2 separate regions of the Pan troglodytes genome follow, and region 2 is linked to region 1. Evidence: chromatin contacts called from public Hi-C data. All regions are on one chromosome and are shown on one strand. Each heading gives the region's core, a stretch centred on a gene start, on an enhancer-like site or on the middle of the called end of the contact. The rest is flanking DNA. Distances are from core to core; before and after follow the strand shown.

Region 1 (6,748 bases), core at 260-2,759:
GGAGTAGAAAAACAGGAATTAGTGTTATGGGGAAGAGAGGACAGTGGTTGCCTCTGGTGAGGAGCTCCGGATGCATCGGCCAGGAGCACAATGGCAGGCTCAATAGACTGGCAATGTTCTAGTTCTTAAGTTGGGTGCTGCTCTCATGGGTGTTCATTTTATTGTGTCATTGTTACATATAATTTTGTACATCTCAAGCATTACATGGTAAACATGGGCACAGGGAGAATGACTTAAAGGAAAAACGTCAGGATATGCAACCAAGTAGAGTACTAATGAATGAAAAATGTGATCAATGTTAATGAAGGTGATGTAACAATAAGACCCAAAGGAGGAGATAAAATACTGACACTAAAATAAACAGCCTTTAACTGAAAACCTAATAAAATATCTTTTCCCCACCTCATAAGATGGATCTCAAAGGTCACTGAGTGGAGATAAGAGTCAGGAAATGGCATACAGAGTGCTAGCATTTTGCACTTTTGTTAGACTCTGAACAATCATTTATGGGCTGCAGTTTGTCTGAATCTAGGTACTTTTCCGGCTCTCAGGTAGAGCAGGAGTCATTTTTCTGCACGCTGTTCTCCTACCCCAACTATCATTTCTTAACAGGGATCTCTGGGGTCCACTCTTTGAGTGTTTTGAAAAAGAAAGGAAGAAATCCAACATTATCACTTTAGTTTGCATTATCAGACAGATTGCACCTTCTGCTTTTTCCATACTGTGACCCAGTGTCCAGCCTAGGGTATTCGAATGGCAAGATCTGACCTGCGCAACAGCCAAAGCGAGCCACCAGCCTCCCCTATGCCACTCACATTTTCCCACCACCAATATCTGTAAGCGGCACCAGAAATCAAAACTGAGCCTTAAATAGTCAGAGCTAGTGAGGGGGTTGTATTTCTTAGCCCTAATAACCACTTAAACGAGTAAAATTTAATTCCCCTAAGGAACCCCGCCTGAAGCAAACCCTCCCCAAGGGCACCACTGAGGGGGTAGCGCTGAAATGTTTTGGAAGATTCAGTCACCTGTTTCCAAATATTACCTAACTAGCTTCGCCTCCTTCCCTCCGAGCTCCCCTGCAGTTACTCCAGGACCCCGAAGGCCTCTTTCTGGGCACATTTGGGCCTCCTCACTCAGACAAGCCGCACTTTCTCCCTGCTCACAGGCTGCATGTCAGGGATGGTAAGTGGGGGGTGGAGAAAGTGGAGAGGCCGGGGTTCAACCCAGCAGACTCCTGCACACCGGGCCTTGGTCGGAGACGCGAGCCGCTAGCCTAGCTAGGTTCCTTCGTCGACCTTGAGAAAGGGGCGCGGATCCGTGTCCCGCAGAGGACACGGGGTCTCGGAGCCCGCACAGGCTGAGGGGCAGGGGTCCGGCCGAGCCGGGCCGCCTCACCTGCACTTCTGTCGGCCCACAGGATTAATGGCAGCACCAGCCCGAGTACAAGCCCCGGCGCGACCATGCTTGCAAGGATCTGACCGCCGCCCAGGACTGGGAAAGTGGGCTCCCGGCAGGGGCGGGGCCTGGGCGGGGGCGAGGCCGACTCCACCCTTTTGCAGTCCTCGGAGCCTCCCGCGACCTCAGGACTGGGCTGTGCTCGCCCCTTCTCGGCCGCCGTAGTTTTTTTTTTTTTTTAAAGAAAAAACGGTTACCCAGCAACGAGAAAAACAACCGGAACCGGCGGCACCAGCTCGGAGAGAAAGGAGGTGAGGCCGCTTCCCCACTTCCTCTCCGATACCAAGACCTAGCCTTTTCCCTTCGTCTCTCTTATTCTCTCAGCATCCCAGACGCAGCCTCGGAGCCCTGGGCCGTTTGGGAGCCGAGGCAGCCCATTCTGCGCGAGTCTGAAATCCCAGGTCCTCAACATCCCGCCCCCGACTAGACCCGTGTGCCCCCTCCGCCCGCCCTCCTCTGCCCACATTGGTTCAGAATCTCGCCAGCTCTTTTCACCACCCTAGAATGGTTCGATACCTCCATCTACTGCTCCCTCAGAAAAAGCAAAAGAGAGGAGTCAGGCGTGGTGGCGCGCGCCTGTAATCCCAATTGCTCGGGAGGCTGAGGCGGGATCATCGCTGGAGCCCAGGAGTTCGAGACCAGAGACCCCGTCTCAAAGAAAAAAAAAAAAAAGCGATGAAACGAGAACCCTCCATAGTCTGAGCCTCATTAAACCGTCCAGTTCTCCCAACCTGGACCCCTACCACGGCCTCCGCCTCTATTCCGCATTGACGCACACTCTCACATTAACAGGCCAGGTCCCGGAGGATTCTTTTCATACTCAGTAGCTCAGCCCGCTGCTTAGCAGCTACCCTTAATCTAGCCCTTGTATTTCAAGACAGAAAGAGACAGCCTGATCAAGAAGAAACCGAAAAATATAAGAATTCTAAAACTTTAGAGGCTGGGATTTCAAAATCATGACACACAGCCCCATCCCATCCCATCCCTCCCTCACACACACGCACGCACAACCCCATTCCACAGTACGAAGGTGTTCGAAGCATTGTGGGTCATGCTTCAGAAGTGGCAGCAAAGGGAAAGATTGTGCAACTTCTTCATTCAACAAATTAATTTCTAGAACCAGGACTAATTTCTACTCTTTAAAAAAAAAAAATAGACCTCAAAGAAGGTCTTCTCAGCAATTGATAATGAATTCAATTTAACTTTTTAGCAATCATTCTCTCTAAATTCCTGTGTGATAGCAAAAATTACCCTTACCTTTTGAGCATATAAAGGGTAAAGAGAGAAAAAGTCATATTGAAAATTTTGGGTTTTTTGCAGGGTTTTAAATGATTTGGCCTAGTGAATGGGTCTGTGTTTGTATTATACTAATTCACAATGGAGATTTCAAAACTCTTTGGAAGAAATGGATGGGCTTGGGTTGTGTTAGGGAAAAAAGAATTCAAGTCCAGATGTATGAGTCTCAGAAATAATTTGTTGGCATAGTTGTGATTATATAAGTAAAATCAGACTAATTTAAAGACAGCACTCTTTAATGAATCTTTAGGTTCCATAGGCAGTTCTTACCAAGAAGATGTCGATTCCATTCTCCAACACCCACTACCGAATTCCACAAGGATTTGGGAATCTTCTTGAAGGGCTGACACGCGAGATTCTGAGAGAGCAACCGGACAATATACCAGCTTTTGCAGCAGCCTATTTTGAGAGCCTTCTAGAGAAAAGAGAGAGTAAGCTTTCTAAAATTAGTCATTTTTTAAAATAAGAAACTAAGCATTTGTTTATGGTAAAACTCGCTTAAGACCGTCTCCATTCTGCAGAAAGCCTTTATGAGGCAGGGAGTTTCAGATAACAGTTCTTGCTCTTTGAAACAGTATGTACCCCTTTGATATGTTCTCTTAAATTCGTTTCATATTATGGAATTATTCAGACCGTCTTCATTGTATTTCTCACGGACATACAGCGTGGACGGTAACTGCAAAAGAGCATACATTTCTCGGGAGAAATCAGTGGGGGAAAAAAAGATCATACAGTCTACCCTCGCCACGTTCCAGCATACTGTTCCTGTGCATCCCTGGCAGCTGACTGTTATTCCTGAGATGAGTATCTGTGGTTTCCTTTCAATTTTGATTCCTTCCATTTGAAAGTATTTTAAGTGCTGCAAAAAGAATTCTGCACTCTTTAAATAAACTGATATTCACTGGGATATATGAAACTGTTCTGCAATAACGGCACAGACAAACTGATTTGAAAGGTGGAATACCAGTTTGGAAAGGTAATTTATATTCTTTATGCTAAATTCCATCCTGCACAGAGACCCAGATGCCCACTAACAATAACTATTTGGTTGAAAGCCAAGGCAAAATTCCTTCACTCCTATAAATAAAATTTACAAATCCCCAACCTTGAAGGTTTATGACTGTCAGGACTTTACCAGTTTTGTACTAAAAACCTATCCTTAGCCAGGCATGGTGGTGCGCACCTTTAGTACCAGCTACTCAGGGGCTGAGGCAGGAGGATCACTTGAGCCCAGGGATTCAAGACGGTAGTGAGCTATGATTAAACCTGTGAATAGCCACTGCACTCCATCTTGGGCACTCCCACGACCCCTGCCTGCCCCAACCCGCGGAAAGCCATTGTTGATTAGAACATCCATTTTGTGTAAATTCTTGTCATCATTACTTTGTATTACAGTATTCTAACAGAGTGGTAAAGGTGACTAGAAATAGGCACAAGCAAACAAACATTCTATTGTAATCATTTTATAGTGGAAGAAAACCTAGCACAAGGGTAGAATTAAAACAACTCCCACACACACTGCATAGCTCCACCCCTTGCTTTTTTTGCCCTGCCCTAGCAGAGCTCAAAATCTCTGCCAATTTCCTGAATGTTGCTGGTCTTTTCCATATCCGGTCAGGGTGAATATTTGTTGCACAATCTGAAACTTTAAATATTTTCCACTGAAAACATTTGATAAACTATATTTAGAAGAGGAACGTTATTAAGAGAAATCATTTGGCAATAGACTTGGGGGCCTATGTGAGAGCAGAGGTAGGAGGAGGGTGAGGATTGAAAAACTACCTATCAGGCATTATGCTGATTACCTTGGTGACAAAATTGTCTCTACACCAAAGCCCCTTAACACAGAGTTTAACCATGTAACAAATCTGCACGTGTATCCCTTGAACCTAAAATAAAAGTTGGAAAGGGAAAAAACTTAAATTATTTGGGAAAAGAGGTGAATTATAATGAACATTAATTTTATTATAAGATTAACTACAAATTCTTGCAGTAAAAGTCTTTAGTCATTTATTTAATTTTAGAACTCAGAAATATTCCATTATAAAAACATTTGCGTCATTGTTACGGGATCACAATAATTAAAGCAAATGATGATTCAGATTAGTGGTCTCAGGACACTAGCTCTCTAATAAACAATGGGTAAAACCATTTGAAAAAATTGTAAGCACCACACCCAATTCCACCCATGTCAACCAAAGACAAATTATCTAGAAGATACAAGTATCAGAATTCAGTCTCTTCAAAAAGGAAAAAAAAACAATCATTATGGACCTCTGGCTCAGTCTCCCACACAATGCAAGAATTCCCTTGCCAGCATTCATCATAGGTGGTTACTACTCTTAATTTTTATTTTTGTGACAGGAAACATGTTAGTATATGATTTAAATGTATTTCAGGTCACTAGGAAAAAGGTGGACTTTTTATTATTTTAAGATAAAGAAGGAAAAAGATAAAATTGGATCAATTTCTTATACACAAGGACAAATTCCAAATTAGTCGAGTATATAAATATTTTTTAAAAGAAACTATACAGATACTAGAAGAAAATATGGATGAGTTTCTCTATAAGAGAAGAAAAAATTTTGCTAGCTAAATTGCTTTAATTGCTTCAAAAATTCGGAAGCAATTAGAGAAAAGATTGTTATAAATTGACAACATAAAAGTAAACTTTTACATGAGAAAAAGCACTGTGAGGAAAACAAAACTACCAAAGACAAACAAAAAATATTTGCAATTTATATCCCAATGGGTTAATAGCCCTAATAAATAAATAGTTTGTAAAAACAGTGTGTTATAGGCTTATAGAATCCAACAGAAAATATTGGCAAGAGATATGAGCAAACAATTCACACAAAAATGAATGCAAATGGCACTTATGAAAGTATATTCAAACTAATGCATAATAACAGAAGTCCAAATCAAAACTACACTGAGCTACCAATAACAACCCCTCCATTACATTGGCACAAAGCCAACATACTCTGTAGGCTGTGGGATAATAAGCATTTATATACATTGCTGGTGGATAAGCAAAATGCCATAACTTCCAGGAGGGGAACTTAGCAATACCTACCAAAATTATATATGTATTTAACCTTTGACCCGGAGGTGCCACTTCTACACTTTTCAGGGCATCATTCTTTGTAGAAACAACCCAAATATCCATAGAAGTTTGAGTGAACAAACTATAATACATCTATACAACTGAATTATATATATAGCTGTTTTCAAAAATGAGAACTATCTCTCGATAATACTATGGATGATACTGTGGAGTGATTTTCGGGATATATTCAGTGAAAACAGCAAGATGGGGAAAAGTGTGCTTAGTGTGCTACCATTTTTTTTTAAACACAGACGGGGGTCTCACGATGTTGTCCAGGCTGGCCTCAAACTCCTGGGCTCAAGTGATGATCCTCCTGCCTCAGCCTCCCAAAGTGCTGGAATAACAGCTGTGAGAAACAACAACTGGCCAGTATGCTATCATTTAACAAAAGAGGTTGATATGAATACATAACTGTTTGTGTGTCTGTGTGTGTGTGTGTGTGTGTGTGTGTGTGTGTGTATTTGCCACATGGTTTGGCTCTGGCTCTGTCGCCCAGGCTGAAGTGCAGTGGTGTAATCGTGGCTCCACTGCAACCTCCCAGACTCAAGCAGCCTTCCCACTTCAGCCTCCCAAGTAGTTGGAACTACAGGCATGCACAAACACGCTGGGCTAATTTTTGTTTTGGGGAGTTTTTGTTTTTTGTTTTGGTAGAGACAGGGTTTTGCCATGTTACCGAGGCTGGTCTTGAACTCCTGAGCTCAAGCATCCGCCAGCCTCCGCCTCCTAAAGTTCTGGGATTACAGGAATGAGGCACCACGCCCAACTTTGTTTATATTTTTAAATGGAAAAGTAAGTCTTTAAAAACTTAACATTTGCCTTTAGGAGAAAGTGAACGGGATAGAGAGAACATGATAGAAAATATCTTGAATTTCGAAACATAAAAGTTTA
Region 2 (6,484 bases), core at 638-3,137, 280 kb after region 1:
TTCCCATCTTTAAGTGACACATGACTGTAGATCCCTAAATTCTCCCATATCTCTCCTGCATCATTAGTTTTCTCCTGTCTATTGGTTAATTTCCATCAATAACAAATATATGCTATGATCTTAAAGAACTCTCCAATGATCCTACCTCTACGTTCAGCCACCTCTTTCGCTGTGTCCCTTCACAACAAAATTCATGGAAAGAATTGTCTAAAATTGCTGTCTCCAATTCCTTCTCCTACTCTTTCTTGCCTAGCCCATCAGGCTTTTGCTCTCCAACTGCTCTAAAGACACTGCTCTTTTAAAAGTTATCAATCACTTCCACATGGTCAAATCCAATAGTCAATTTTCAGTCCTTACCTTATTTGATCTGTCAGTAGGATTTAACACAGATTGTCTGCCCTCAATGGAACATTTCTTTTTCACCTGGCTTTCAAGGTATCGCACCCTCATAGTTTTCTTCCTTGGTTTACTGATTAATCCTTCTCAATCTCTTAGCATTCTCCTCCTCTTTTTCTCAGCCTCTGTAATACTGACATACCCTGGGGCTGTTTTAGGATTTATTCTTTTATCTGTCTATATTCAACCCCTTGATGACTCCATCCAGTCTCATGGCTTTAAATCTACAGGCTAACGACTCTTAGATTTATATTTGTAGCCCAGAACCCTTCTCTGAGCTCCAGACACTTTTTCTCATACTATCTTCTTGGATGTTGATTAGATAAAACTTAATCTGCCCCAAACTGAACTCCTGATCTTCCCCTTTCCAAATCTACTCCTTCCACCATCTTCACTATCTCAGTAAATAGTAATTTCATCCTGACAGCTGCTCAGGATGAAACCCCTAGTTTTCCTTGACATCTCTCCCTCACACAATCCATATCCAAACCTTCAACAGATCCTGAAAGTTTTGCCTCCCAAATAGATAACAGAATCCAACCACTTATCATCATCTCCACCACTACCTCCTTGATCCAAGACATCACAATCCCTTAACTGAATTATTGCAATAGCCACCTAATTGGTCTTCTTTACAGTCTATTCTCACTACAGCATTCGGAATTATTATTTTTTAGATTTTGTCACATTATGGTGTTCCTTTGCTCCAAACCTTGCTCCAGTGGCTCCCCATCTCAACACCTATGGTGGCTTACGATGTTTGATCGGATTGCCTGCTTGACCTACTGTCTCAGCATTCTTCCACTCTCCCTCTGCTCCAGTCACACTATCCTCCTGACTTTTTCTCAACCAGGCAATGCTTCCACCTTGGGGCGTTTATACTTGCTGTTATATCTGGAACATGTTTATAAAGCCTCCGTTGAAGAGCACAGTGGCTTCTTCCATTATCTCATTTAAGTCTTTGCTGAAAAGTATCTCAGTGCAGCTTCTCTGGACGTTCTAATATTTCATCCCTCCCATCCCCACCCTGCCCACCACACTCCCTATCGGCTTTCTTTGCTTTTACTCCACATCACACACATTTACTTACTCATTGTTTATTCGCTTATTTCCCCTCACTCTATTGTGAATTCCCTGAGCAGGGATATTTGTTTCGTTCATAGCTATGTATCTCCGGTGCTTGGAACAGTACTGGTTTATAAAAAGTTAGTAGTAATGTATGTTAATCGAATGAATAAATTATCCTACAGGGATAATTGAGTGTCTCTGGATTACAGCAGAGCTTGCAGCAGAGAGGGAGACCACTCAACAGGCCGTGATGTCCAAATATAATAAGATGTATGAAACAGTACTGTAAAATTAGCTGCACAAAGGATCCGAAAAATTTGTTAGCTTAGTTTGTTTCTCCAGGAAGCCGTGCCAGGCTCGCCTCCCTCTTTCATTCTTTTCCCGTGATTCCCTCTACTGGGACTCCTGACCCTCCTAGTCGCCAGATCACAGGCCCAACGCATCCCTTTCCGGAGGGATTTAGGAAGTCTCGGCGTTGGTCCAGGAACTACAGTCCCACCGCGCCTCACATGGCGCATTACCCAGCGACTCCGCTTACCCACACGTCCCCGCCCCCTCAGCCGGACAGGAAGAGGAAATGACGATACCTCGGACGCTCGAAACTCCACCTCTCACGCCTTCCCAGCTCCGGGAGGGGACGCGGGCTCCGGAAAGGGCGGGCATAAGGCTACGGATGGGCGGGACGGAGCAGCCCACCGCAAAGTGGCGGTTTACTTGAGGCGGTTACCTTAGTACTCCGAGTAGACTGAGTCTGTGGCGAGCTGCGGGCCGATTCCTGGCCAGTGCCATCTCAGCCGGAGCAGGCCTCGGGGCCTCAGAAGCAGGCTTTTATCTGGCCCGAGGCTCCCAGCCGTTCGGCGCGTCTTCCCACAACCTATACCGATTATTGGGACTCGGCTGCAGACACAGGTCCCCGCCCCTCCCTCTTTCTCCAGGTTGCAGCTGTCATTCCTCCCTTCCCGCCTCGCTGCGCCCACAGCTGAGGACAGTCTTCGTTCTGTCATTCCCATCCTTTCTCTTCCCTCTCATCGCCATTTCTTCTAGAAGGCAACTTAAAAACCTTTCCTTGCCTCTTTATTTCTTCCCATTTCTCTTCCCTTCTTTTCTTCCTTTTTCTCTAGAATCCTCGTGTTTCCACTTCATGCCAGGCTCCTGCCTCCAGGGCTTCTCTCCTTTTCACGGGCCTGTGGCTCATGTGTTAGGAGGTTGAACTTTTAATGCAGTCATTTGAAGATTTTAAGCTTTTTCTTTCTCCTAATCAGGAGTCACAGATGCTGGGAAGTATGGCCCGAAAGAAACCTCGAAATACCTCAAGGTTGCCCCTGGCTTTAAACCCCCTGAAGAGCAAGGACGTGTTGGCAGTGCTGGCTGAGAGGAACGAGGCTATAGTACCAGTTGGGGCATGGGTGGAACCTGCCTCACCAGGTAGTTCGGAAATCCCAGCATATGTGAGTGTCAGTTTGATCCAAATATGGTGGGGTTCCCCACCACCCTTTTTATTAGCCTTCTTTAATCCTGGGTGCTTAAAGATGAACAGTCCGAGGATGCTGTTTCTATTCTGCCATAAACAGTTTATGCTCTTGCATTAGGATTATAGGACAAGTATTTGCCAAAACTTGACTGCAGCTTTAGTTGGCATAATCAAATATGTATTACTCACCTACTATAATATATAGAGCATAATCTACATGGAACAGGTTATATAGATATATATCTGTATATCAGTTTACTTCAGACTCTTGATTGCTTGTTATGCCCAAGACATAAGCACTATCTACATCTTCCAGACACTGCAACTTAGTATGGATGATAGTTGGCATACTTCAAGTAACATTAATTGGTTGCTTAAGGTTTATGATAAATTTTGTAATGAGGATTCAGGCAAAATGGAGTAATAGAATAAAGGAGAAAGAGATGAACTCTGGTAATCTGAGAAAGTCTAACTAGAAATTCCATGGTTTCTGATAGTCTTTCACCAAACTGTGCCCCTTAGCTATTTGTTCAAATTTAACTTGGCACTTACCACATTGTGTTATAGTAGATTGTTTATATATCTTTTCCTGATGCAGTGTGAGCTCCTTGAGCGTAGAGAACAAATGTCATTTATCATCACATTCCCACTTTTATCTTAAATACTGCCTAATCAATATAGACACTCATGAAGTATTTATGAAAGGCACAAAATGTCTTCTGTATGTGTAGACAAGGTGCTGAACATGGATGAAAAAAGGATGAGATATGTTCCCTCAGTGTACTTGATCTCAGAAGAGAAATGAGACATGTTTAAATGTTAAAGTAACGCAATATACTATATTCATTTTATTTATGTTTGCACATATGTATGTGTATTCATTGATTTATTCCTACCCTGCCTATTTCCAAAAAGGATTTTAAGAGTCTAGGTGGTATATCTATCTAAGTTCTAAGAATATAATGCTCAATCAAGAAGCTATGACGTTGGGTTGATGTGACCCAGGAAAGTGTAATGAAGAATTTGATCGGAGAAGGGAAGGGAATGATTCTCCTATTAAGGAGAATGAGGAGAGTAAGAAGTAAGCAAGGTTCAGGATTCTAAGGGTAGATTAGATCGATTGGAGTGGAAAGCTTAGTAGGAGAATGGTCGCTGACAGGATTATGGAAAATAGGGATGGTAGAGTACCTTAGGAAATTTTGGAGAAGGGATTGACTTTGTTTAATATTTACAGGTGAATGTCATGATCAACCAGTGTTTTCATTAGATGAACTGCTTCGAAGGTTTTGAAGGATAGGGAGTGATTGGATCCTGGGGATAAATTAGAATATAATTATAATAATTTAAGCATGGAGTATAGCATCGAAACTTTGTTAGTGGTAAGAAATAGAGAAGAACAGCCTTGAAAAAGGATGGTTGAAGTGCTTGAGCCCACGAGTTGTAGGCTGCAGTGAACTATGATCATACTACTGCACTCTAGCCTGGGCAATAGAGTGAGACCCCATCTCTGGAAAAAAAAAAGGAGTGGAATGAGAAGGGATGAATGCAGGAAACACCCCACAAGACTTGGTAAGATTTGGTATAAAGATATTTTGGTATTTAAGTTGTTGACACCTCTTTGTAATTGCTCAAACTACATCTGTATAATATCAGTAGTGTCAACATGCCTAAAATTTGACACCATCAAACTTTTTCTGTGTTAAGAAGTATTGACTATCGTATTCACACACATTAACTCAAAATATTAAAGTCTTGGAACATGGATAAACATATCTCCTTTTCCTGATTTAAAAATTTCTAATCAGTTCCAGCCAAAGGGAATTTGATCAAGCATCTAATAGAACTCCTTATAGCTTTAGCATATCTAGTCTGGGTATCCACCCTTATTAACGGATATAGCTCTGTCAGCTCAAAATAAATGCTGAATAGTTACTTCTAAAGCTTAGCCCTTAGATCATGTCTGTTCTAAAGGGGAACTTCTACTCATTTTTCTCCCCAAAATTTCAGGGGGCCATCAGGATTCCTAAAAATGTCATAGCTTTAGACTACCTCCCCCCAATAATTATTAATAAATTAGCATCAAAAGACACTGCTGTTCTATCATCATATATGGGATTGCATTATTTTATAATTTGTTCTGGTTACCTTTTGCTGTGTAACCAACCACCCCAGAACTTAGTGGTATAAAGCAAATAATACTATGTATCAGGAATTTGAGCAGGGTACAGTGGTAATGGCTTGTCTCTGCCCCATAGTGTCTGGGGCCTCAGCTGGGGCTCAAATAACTGGACATGTCTGAGACACCTTGACTATTTTCCGGCTATTGGCTGGAGCTAGAAAATAGTCAAGTTCTCCCAGTAATGTGGCACCTGCTGGGCTGTAATGTCCAAGATGGCTTTCTTATTCACATATCTGACGCTTGGCCTAGGATGACTAGAATGTCTGGGTGCTGGTTAGATATGTTTCTCTTTTCACATGGCTTCTCTGTTTGACTAACTTGGGCTTCCTCACAGCATGGTAATCTCAGGGTAGTCTGAATTTTTATATGGTGCTGACTTCCTTCAGAATGAGCACTCTAAGAACAGAGGTGGAAGTTTCTTTATGACCTGGCTTGTAATCTTGTGGAGTAAAAGAGGAGCAGAGAAAATGGAGGTAAAAGAAAGAGGCCGAATGGCTTAAACTTGTCTGGGGCTTGAGTTAAGCTGGGTCAGTTGTTCAGGCTTCATTACGTATATATCTCTCCGTTGGAATTATTTTACCTAATTGTTCTTTGACACTTGTACACTCCACTAGAGTAGTTTATGGGATAGACATCTTGGAAATTTTAACTTAAATTGAAATTTGAATGCATTTGATTTTGAGAATTTAATGACAGCCTGTAAAATGATCTGAGGTACCCTTCAGAATTAGAAGTTGGAATCACTGAGTTAGAAGGAATAGGTACGAGATATGATGATGATTTTATTTAATTTGAAAATTCCTAGTGAAAGAGAGACATAGTCAAGAGAAAAGCAGTGTAGAGAGGAACATAATTGTTGGAGTCAGAAACTTCTAGTTCTGCTACTAGTTAGCTATATTAAAATTACTTAATCTTTCTGAACTCCAGTTTCCTCATCTGTAACATAAGGGATAAGAATACCTACTGCCAAAGGTGGTTTTGAGGATAGAGTGCTACAATGTAGTTAAAATACTTGTCACCTGATAGATCCATAATAATGATAAGTGCTGTTATGATGATGACTATGATTATTATTCAAAGCACTTAGAGGAGATAAATGCAGATCAAGAACTCAAATGGGATAAAGTGTTTCAGATTGTTCAGAACAAGCTTGTCCAACATGCGGCCATGGGCCACATGTGGCCCAGGATGGCTTTGAATGCGACCCAATGTAAATTAATAAATTTTCTTAATTAACACAATGAGTTTTTTTGTGATTTTTTTTTTCTCATCAGCTACTAGTGTTAATGTATTTTATGTGACAGTTCTTCCAACATGGCCCAGGGAAGCCAAAATATTGGACACCCCTGGTTTAGAATATGTTTTGGAAT

What was found. Hi-C and Micro-C count contacts between places; a contact is called where the count stands out from the background.
Region 2: a contact with region 1 is called in a Hi-C map of stem cell-derived neural progenitor cells, with 3 times the contacts expected there. The contact joins the promoter of CCDC15 here to the promoter of SIAE in region 1. A contact is called at or near these places in 2 of 7 Hi-C or Micro-C datasets (blood and stem cell-derived neural progenitor cells).

The regions. Positions count from the first base shown.
Region 1 is chr9:126,617,270-126,624,017 of NHGRI_mPanTro3-v2.0_pri, forward strand. SIAE (sialic acid acetylesterase) reads right to left here and starts at 1,510. Exons shown (of 10, transcript XM_508836.6): 1 at 1,396-1,510. The coding sequence starts at 1,462. It overlaps SPA17 (sperm autoantigenic protein 17), which reads left to right and starts at 1,608. Exons shown (of 5, transcript XM_003313397.4): 1 at 1,608-1,706; 2 at 3,002-3,182. The coding sequence starts at 3,029.
Region 2 is chr9:126,896,722-126,903,205 of NHGRI_mPanTro3-v2.0_pri, forward strand. It overlaps CCDC15 (coiled-coil domain containing 15), which reads left to right and starts at 1,888. Exons shown (of 17, transcript XM_016922221.3): 1 at 1,888-2,373; 2 at 2,727-2,912. The coding sequence starts at 2,736.